Regions from separate parts of the Muntiacus reevesi genome. Here all the other regions are linked to region 1. Evidence: chromatin contacts called from public Hi-C data. All regions are on one chromosome and are shown on one strand. The core of a region is the stretch at or near the end of the contact, and the rest is flanking DNA. Distances in the headings are between cores, read along the strand shown.

Evidence for each region. Hi-C and Micro-C count contacts between places; a contact is called where the count stands out from the background.
Region 2: a Hi-C map of muscle shows a contact between it and region 1, with 2.6 times the contacts expected there. The contact joins the promoter of GNPAT here to the promoter of ARV1 in region 1. A contact is called at or near these places in 2 of 3 Hi-C or Micro-C datasets (blood and muscle).
Region 3: a contact with region 1 is called in a Hi-C map of blood, with 2.3 times the contacts expected there. The contact joins the promoter of EXOC8 here to the promoter of ARV1 in region 1. A contact is called at or near these places in 2 of 3 Hi-C or Micro-C datasets (blood and muscle).

The regions. Positions count from the first base shown.
Region 1 is chr2:90,039,800-90,042,560 of mMunRee1.1, reverse strand. It overlaps ARV1 (ARV1 homolog, fatty acid homeostasis modulator), which reads left to right and starts at 1,503. Exons shown (of 5, transcript XM_065922317.1): 1 at 1,503-1,747. The coding sequence starts at 1,541. It overlaps TTC13 (tetratricopeptide repeat domain 13), which reads right to left and starts at 1,303. Exons shown (of 23, transcript XM_065922319.1): 1 at 994-1,303. The coding sequence starts at 1,258.
Region 2 is chr2:89,778,517-89,781,324 of mMunRee1.1, reverse strand. It overlaps GNPAT (glyceronephosphate O-acyltransferase), which reads left to right and starts at 1,553. Exons shown (of 16, transcript XM_065922314.1): 1 at 1,553-1,783. The coding sequence starts at 1,706. It overlaps C2H1orf131 (chromosome 2 C1orf131 homolog), which reads right to left and starts at 1,499. Exons shown (of 7, transcript XM_065922315.1): 1 at 1,347-1,499. The coding sequence starts at 1,434.
Region 3 is chr2:89,724,952-89,728,036 of mMunRee1.1, reverse strand. It overlaps EXOC8 (exocyst complex component 8), which reads right to left and starts at 1,705. Exons shown (of 1, transcript XM_065922311.1): 1 at 1-1,705. The coding sequence starts at 1,564. SPRTN (SprT-like N-terminal domain) reads left to right here and starts at 1,809. Exons shown (of 5, transcript XM_065922312.1): 1 at 1,809-2,394. The coding sequence starts at 2,174.

The sequences.
Region 1 (2,761 bases), core at 254-2,753:
AAATGCCCACGCAGTGAAAGTGTTAGTTGCTTAAGTTGTGTCTGACTCTTCCGGACCCCATGGACAACTGTAGCCCACCAGGCTCCTCTGTCCATGGGATTCTCCAGGCAAGAATACTGGAGTGGGTAGCCATTCCCTTCTCCAGGGTATCTTCCCAACCCAGGGACTGAACCCAGGTCTCCTGCATTACAGGCACCAGGGAACCCAAAAAGGACCCACTACAGAACTTCAAAAAACGGACATATGTACCCTGCCTCTGAGGAATAAACTGAGGCCAATAGTGCCCAACGTGAATGAATGAGCTGGCCCAGTGCCAACACACACTCACTGCTCTGACATACACCGGAGCCCGCAGGGCTACTTTTATTCTCTGTGAGACACCGGAGAGATCACAGGTCAGTCTTAAACAACTGGAAGCAAGATGTCAGTGAACAGATACAATGAGGTTACTCTTCTGTTCCCTCCTTTTTTTCCCCAGGGATCAAATTCTCGGAGGCTATGTATAATACAAAACATCAATAGGGAGGTCAGCAAATCTGATTTCCAGACCTAAGATGAGCCAGACATCCCCGCTCCAGGCGCGGGTCCGGCCCTTTTTACTCCTTCCCTTGCTCACACAGCACCCGCAGGGGGCCGGAGCGAGACTGAGGCTGCCCCGGGCCACCTGCCATCTCCTCCTCCACCCTTTCAAAAGTTGCTAGGGCTGCAGAGAGCCCGCCCCGGCCTCGGGAGAATGCTGCCAGCTTTTTTCACTATTCACTGCCCTCCCCAAGGCGGCCTCGGGAGGAGGGCGCGCAGCGGCGTGGGTGCAAGCGGCGGGAAGCGGCCCTGGCGCAACATTTCGAGAAGCCGGCTCCAGCAGGGGTACACGCCGCGGCCGGCTGCAGCAAGGCCAGGGCGGCCAGCACCGGCGCCAGGGCCCGCAGCCCCTACGGCCCAGTCGCGCCGGCACTCCGCCGCAACCCCGCCGCCCACCCGCCGCCCCCCACTCACCGCCGCACTCGGCAGAGTACTGGTCCCCCCAGTCCCCGGACTGCGGGCTGCAACCGCCGCCCGCCGGGGCCTCCTGCTGCTGCCGGTGCTGCAGCTCCTGCTTGAGCAGGGACAGCGGCGAGTAGTGCTCGGTGGCTAAGGCGCCGGGTCCCGGCCCGGCAGACAAAACCCCCAGCAGCAGCAGCACCACGACGCGCCGGGCGGCGTCCGCGGCGGCCACAGCGCCGCCCCAGCAGCCGCCGCAGCAGCAGCCGGCAGGTGCCATCTTCCCTCAAGGCGCATGTGCGGCGGCCCTCGCGGCGCGCGGCGCCCTCCCAGCCTTAACCCGCGGCGGGCAGGTGGGCTGTGGTAAGGGGGCGGGAGAAGGGGGTGGTCATAGCACTGCCCGCTGGGAGTTGTAGTCCCAGCTCGGCTTAGCCTGAGAGCCCCCTTTCGGTGCTGGGACTGCGAGTCCCAGCAAGCACCGCCCGGCGCAAGACTTCCGGTCTGCCGTCTGACGTCTTCCCCCGCCACTGAATCGGAAGTTCTGGCTGGCAGTTGCGTGGAAATGGGCACCGGTGGGCGGAGTGGGCTTCGGCCTGGCAAAGGCAACGCCGAAGGGGTGACAGCGGGAAAGGGGAAGACGGATGAGGCGACAGTGACTTCGACTACTGCTCCCTCGGCCTCCTGCCAGTACAGGTGCATCGAATGCAACCAAGAGGCCAAGGAGTTGTACCGAGACTATAACCACGGCGTGCTGAAGATAACCATCTGTGTGAGTTGTCAGGTGTGGGGTGTCCTTGGGGAAAAAATGGCGCAGCGAGATCTGGGGGTCGTGAGATGCCGTGGAATCTTTGCCAGCTTTCTAGGGCGATCAAAAATCAACGCGTTTCAGAGTGCTCTAATACAGACTTCAGTTCGATGGTTGACATTTCCGTTCCGGCTCAGTCGAACCTTTGCGTCAATACCTGTAGTGGTAGAGAAGTGCTACCTACAGCACTTTTCTCGTACGGCTCGTGTTTGCTGACCCGGGCGAACAAATCCTCGGACGGAGATGGATGCATGCGTTGTGCAGAGAAATTTAAAGATCGGATTAGGCTGACATTTGGGCTCCCGTCAAAACTATTTCATTCTTATTCTACCTTTGATTGGACAGATGTTACCGTCTTAACATTTCATCACCTACAGTAAATTCTCCTAGAATATTTTTTCAGGTTTCATGAATGTACACTATTATGTACGAAGCACTATGCTGGACGTTGATGATATAAAAACCAAAAGCGAGGAAGTGAAAATTCTGTTTTCGAGGTGTCCCATAGTCTATTACAGAGAATATGTTTTTAAAAAACACAAAATTGGAGGTTCTTTGGGGGGCCATTAGGAAAGAATCTGTCACAATATAGGCAGTCAATACATTTTTGTCCCCTTTCTGATCTCCTGATGACTTTTTAATAATTCTCATTTCAAAAACATGGCAAGAGTAATTTGCAAGGGAGTCAACAGTGTGAATGTGTACCTGTTTCTTGTCAACCATTGTTAATAATCATTTTTGTGCCTGCACTCTCAATTTCCTGCTCTTCTTTCAAGTTGTTTCTCTCATTTGGCAAAATTGAAACATATTGCCTATCTGACCCTACACCCTTGCTGCTGAGCTTTGCTGGGGAGAAAATACCTTAAATTCATGACCGCTAACCTCAGGTAGGCCTTGATACCATCTGTTCATCATGATACACTTCATTAGTCCATTCATGTTCCCATTCCTCTGAACAATACCCTGTCTCTCCTCAAG
Region 2 (2,808 bases), core at 304-2,803, 260 kb after region 1:
TCAAACTATAGTCAATATCTTGTAATAACCTATGATGGAAAATAACTTCAAAAAAATAATACGTGTATTTGTATAAATGAATCACCTTGCTGTGTACCCGAAACATTTTAAGTCAACTATATTTCAATAAAATATACACATTAAAAAAAGAGCCGACTAAACTTTGGCATTAGGGATATAAAAACAAGTAGATACAGCCCGTGTCTTCAGAGCTCCAAGTAAGTTCCGGCCTGTGTTAACACAAACTATATTTAAGATTTTGCAGAAAAGTCTTCTCCTCTAGGACTTCTCAAGGTCAGAGACTAAGTCTTCTCTGTCTTCCAACATTTCCAAAGGCCCAGAGATACTCTGTCCACAGTACAAGTCAATACAAGTGCAGGAGTTGGAAACACAGTGTGGGGCTTAGAATCCAAGCTCTTCAAGTTACTAGCTGGGTGAACTTCCAAGTTTTTTAACCTCTAGTGCTTATTTCTACAATAATGCTATTTGTCTTGTAATAACAGTATTAAGGACAGTATCTATTTCATAGAATTGTTGTGATAATGAAATGAGCATATACATGTAAAGTACGGAGTGTATGGTAAAATCGCAATGCTTTTTTAGCTATTATTTTTTATTCTAAGCTATGTAATGAGCTTAGAATTTTGAGCAACTGGCTCCAAAATAAAACAGCAACATCATACTACAAATTTAAGAAATGTGTTTGACCTATAAGGCACTAATGCCTGATGATTTCCGGTGCATGAAGGAGTGTCATCTTCCCTGGGGTAAGTTCTTCAGAGTGTGTAGAACTGGATCCTTGCTTAAGTGCCAGGAGTTCCCAACCTTTAATGGTAAGTTTCCTTTTCCGCAATCAAGATGAAGGCAAGCATAAGTCAGCCAACTTAAGGCTGAAAGGTCGTGAAAAGTTTCATGTGAAACCATTCTCTGAAGTCACCAAAAGAGGTCCCAACGCGACAAGGTGTCACCAATGCCCGAGGGTCAGGCGGATCTGGGGGGTGCGTGGGAGAAAGGGGCTTCCCAGAGGTCGGGAGTGAGAAAGGATGCCATTTCCAGAGCCTGAGGTCCTGTGCACATCTCCTCGTTAAGTCTGAAAGCGTTAATGCTTTCGACAAGCAAGCCGGTTGGCCCCCACACTCAGGAACGAGTTGGGACATCTGATTCTTAGAAAGGCTCACAGACCCCGGTCGTAGGCGAGGGGAGGGTGCAGGACCCATTATCTGAACCTGGTTGGAGGAGCCAAGGAGTGCTCGAGGAGCAAGAATCTTTAGCCTGAAAGCTGAGGCCAGCCAGGTCCGGGGTCCTTAAGTTGGCTCTCCACGTGGGCTCCGAGGCCCGGCACTCACCAAAGTCGTAGAGGTTCTGGAGCAAAGTGTCCAGAAGGGCCTGAGAACCGGGAGGCGCGGAAGTCGCCAACCGGGGCTCCTGAGCCATCGTGAGGCCAGCGGGCCGCGGCGGGACAGCACAGATCTCGCGGGCCTCCCCGTTCGCTTCCGGTTTCTGACGGGTTGCGCGCGCCTTGAGTCCCCGCGCGGCTTCCGTCCTGGTTAAGATGGCGGCGCCCGAGGTCCTGTGGAGTGGCCTTAGAGGGTGCTGCCGCCCTAGGCGAGGTCGAGCCGCCCCGCGCGGAAGAACCGCCCACAGCAGCAGCACCACCACTGCTTAGCCAAGAATCCCAGGCCACACCCGGGACAGCAGCCGCAGCATGGATCCTTCCAGTTCATCCAAGTCTTGTTTCTCCGTCGGCTCCACGGGTCCCGGGGCTGTCGTGCTCCTCTACGCGGTATGCGCCCAGGGGAGCGAGGCCGGGGCGGGGCTGCGAGAGGACCCGCTTCTCTCGGTCCCGGGTTCCTCCGGGCTGCGACCCGAGGTGCAAAGGAGTGGGTCCGAGATCCCCAGAGGAGGGATGAGGTGATTGATTTGGTTTCCAGGGCGACGGTGTATCTCTGTGTGTGTGAGCGTCGGTATGCTTTTAGAAGTTTGTGTTGGTGATGGTTCCTCTGGTTCCTGCCCGCTCGTTCCTTCCCTTTCACTCCACCAGGCATGGGGCCTTCAGGAAGCCGCTGACACCGGAACGAGGGAGGAAAGTTGGGAATCTCCGTCTCTAGCGAGGGCGAATCGAACTACCTTTTGGTTGGTTCCTCGAACCGGGGAAACCTGCGGGTCTGACCCAGCCTGAGATAGCCTGTGGTTCCCCACCCCGCTCTTCCGCAGGTGTGATATTCCCGGGAGAAAAAGTGTTTGGCTTGTATGTGTGCATCGAGTTTCTAAGACTTTTAATCTAAGAAGATTTGGAGCTTCTGGAAATTTTTATTGTGTTTCTCTGTCTCTGTCCATCATTGTACTTTTCCCACAAGTCATTCTGAAAGACAGCTAATGGCACCTGGCCTCCCTACAGTTGGCCTTTTCACCGCCTAAACCCCTTCTGATTTTAACTGGTCCTTTTTGACAACGGAATGTTAGTCACTCACAGATTCATGAAGATATTTTGAGGCAGAAATTTGTAGCTCTCAGTATTGCACAACCGTGGGGCAATTGACTTAAAAAAAAAATTAATTTTTATTTACCATAGGAAGAAATAAAAGTGCATATTTTAAAGTCATGTTATCAATGTTCTGGCTTAAATCTAAGGTTAATTTATGTAGGAACGTGGTAACGGGGAAAGCATGAAAGAGCAAAGTAAGCCAGAAACTCAGTTTCAGAAAAGAATGTACATATGATAAAGAATCCACCTGCAATGCAGGCGACCCGAGTTGGATCCCTGGGTCTGGAAGATCCCCTGGGGACAGGAATGACAACCTTCTGCAG
Region 3 (3,085 bases), core at 456-2,955, 310 kb after region 1:
CGCACTCAGCCGCTGTGGAGAGGCTCTCCTTACTATCGAACACCTGCTTGCTGAAAGCATCCACGAACATGCCCATGGCTGACCTCGCCCAGACCACAAAGGCAGAGTAGCAGCCACTGTCGGTGCCTGCAAAGTCGGTCTCAAATTCCCTGGCGGTCTCCAGAAGGCTGGTAAAGAAAACGTGGCATAGCTTATGAATGTAGAGTAAGGTGGCCCCTTCAATGCGGAGCTGGCGTATTGCGGTGTGCACAGCAGCCGCCCTGTTTCTCAGAAACAGCTCACAAGCCTTCGTGCACTGGCCAAGTCGGATTAGTTGAGAAACTGCCCTGCGGGTCGCCTTGGGACCACCTCTCAGGGACCGATCCGGGGAGAGTTCAAAAACTAGCACCTCGGTGAGCTGGCGGACACGCTCATCCACTCTCGCCCTCAGTTCTTTGACAGGAGGTGGGCTGGGCTTGTCTTCTAGGTAATGGTTCAATTTATCCAGCAGGTCAACGGCACCTTCAAAGTCCCTCTGGGCAATACAGACATCCAGGTCTTCAGGCAATTCTTGGATCCATTCCATTGAGAGGTCCACCTTCTCTTCTTCTATCTCGGGAACAGTTGGTTCGTCGTCGTCTTCGTCCTCAAACGGGTTACTGGCCTTGGGGGTCACTTGGGGTGGCCCGCGAGGGGCCGCTGCCTCCTCCTGTTCCCTGCGTCTTTTTTCACTGAGGGCCCTCTTGGTTTCCTCCAGCACTTCCAGCCACTCCCGTTTGATTTTTGCATTTTCTGCCTGAAAAATACGGCTCTCGGGAAACATTAACAGCTTGAACATGTCCTTCATGGGTGGGTTGTCCTTGACATTGACCACAGCCAAACCATCCAGGGGATAGAGGGCGTTGTAGCGATACATCCCCCGCCGCTGTGGCAGCCAGGTGGCCACCAGCAAACAGTCGTTCATGAGAAAGCCGTGCACCCGCTGCAGCTGGGCCATGTGGTCCGCCTCGTATTCCACCAGGTCACCATTGTACACTAGGTACTGTCCTGGCGTCTCCAGCAGGTGCCTGCAGCCTTCCACCTTCTCAAGCAGGGTGGTGAGGGTTCGCTGCTTTCCTTCCTCGCCTGGCCCAGAACCGTCCCGGGAGGCGCCCCCGGGGCTGGGGAAAAAGCCGGTCTGGCCACGGAGGTGGTCGCGGCCCCCCGCGCCACCTCCTCCCTCCTCCCCTCCAGAGGTGGCGGCGGCGCCCGCGGCAGCGGCAGCCGGCAGCAGGGTAAGCGGGATGCTCTCCAGGCTGCTCTTCTGCTCCGTCAGCAGGTGGCTGAGCTGATACATCTCGCTCTCCAGGTAGGAGATCTCACGGGCCGTCTCTATGAACTGCCGGTAGTTCTGGTAGACGTTGCGCTTCAGGTTCTGCGCCGTCTCCTCCGCCAGCGCCTGGATGCGCTGTCGGTGCTCCTGCAAGTCCCGGTCCCCGTCCGACTGCTGCGAGAGCTGCTTCACGTACAGCCGCGCCTCGAAGCCGCCTGACTCGAGCTGCCGCCGCAGCCGGCTCGCCCCACTGTCTGACATCGCCATCGCCATTTCCGTCCGGACTCACGCACTCCCTGTCACTACCGCCGTGGCCGGTGCCGCCGCTGTGGAGGCCCACCCAAGCCGGGACAAACTCCAGGGCTAAGGAAGCAGGATGGAAGAGAGACGAATACGCCTGCGCCCGGGTTTGAACTTCAGTCACTGCGCCTGCGCAAGGAGCCGAGTGCCGACGTGCGCCTGCGCAGTAGCTTCAGGGGCCTAGGGCTCCTACGCTGGAGAAGCTATTGCGGAAGTAAGTGGAGGGCGGGGCAGAGAGATGTAGGTACTACGAGGGGCTACGTGTGGGCGGAGTGTGTCGTTGGTGTTTGACGTGACTCGCGAACCGTAAAGACTGTAACCAGGTATCTGAAACCTTCAACCCTAGTTTTGAGCCCATAGGTGGTGTCACGCTGAGTTCTTTTTTTTAAGGCCCAGAATCTTGACTTCGGCGTTTGGGACAAGCTAAGTTATCGTTGTCGAGCCCGTTTTCCCTGAGTCTCGCGAGATCGGCGAACTGGCCAGAAAGCCCGTATCTCCTAAGCGTGCGACCGGACCCTCAGACGCCCCCCCCCCCCCCCCCCGCCCCGGACGTGGAGTCACCCCCTCTGGGCCTCGGCAGCCATGGATGAGGACCTGGTTTTGGCACTACAGCTTCAGGAGGAGTGGAACTTGCAGGTCTCGGAGCGCGAACCGGTCCAGGAGCCCCTGTCGCTGGTCGACGCGTCCTGGGAGTTGGTGGACCCCACCCCTGACTTACAGGCCCTGTTTGTTCTGTTCAACGACCGTTTCTTCTGGGGCCAACTGGAGGCGGTCGAGGTGAAGTGGAGCGTGCGGATGACGCTGTGAGTCCCGGGCCCCGCTGTGGACGGGGCCGCCGGCGGCCCTTCTGTCGCCCCTCCCGGTCCCGGGGCGTTAGCCCGGGCTCTGGATTTGGGGCAGGCGGCCCCACAGGGATTATCTTCCTTCCAGCCCCTTCCCTTCTCACCTTAAACGACTTCAAGAAAGCCCCGTGGCCCATCCCGCGATGGCTTGACTTGTAAGGGGCGCACTGAGAGAAAAATTGTGTTTCTTTGAATCTCACTTCACTAGAAAGGGCTTCCCTGGTGGCTCAAACGTTAAAGAATCCGCCTGAGACCTGGGAGACCTGTGTTTGATTCCTGGGTCGGGAAGATCCCCTGGAGGAGGGCATGGCAACCCATTCCAGTATTCTTGCCTGGAGAATCCCATGAACAGAGGAGCCTGGCGGGCTTCATACAGTCCGTGGGGTCTCAGAGTCGGACACAACTGAGCGACTAAGTACACAGCACAGTCCAAAGGCCCTTAACGGTTACTAAAAAGCAAGTTAACGCTTTTCTAATTTGTCTTAGGGGTGTGCTTTAGGATCCAGGTGGGAGAAACAGCCAGAATCTGCCCCAAGAGAGAGTGCCAGGGACACATTGTGTGGTGTACTTAGCTGTGAGCTCCGGAGCCCCAGAGTGGGGAAGGTGCTCATGTTCCCATATTTCTGGATCCAGGGGATCTAAAGGGATGCCT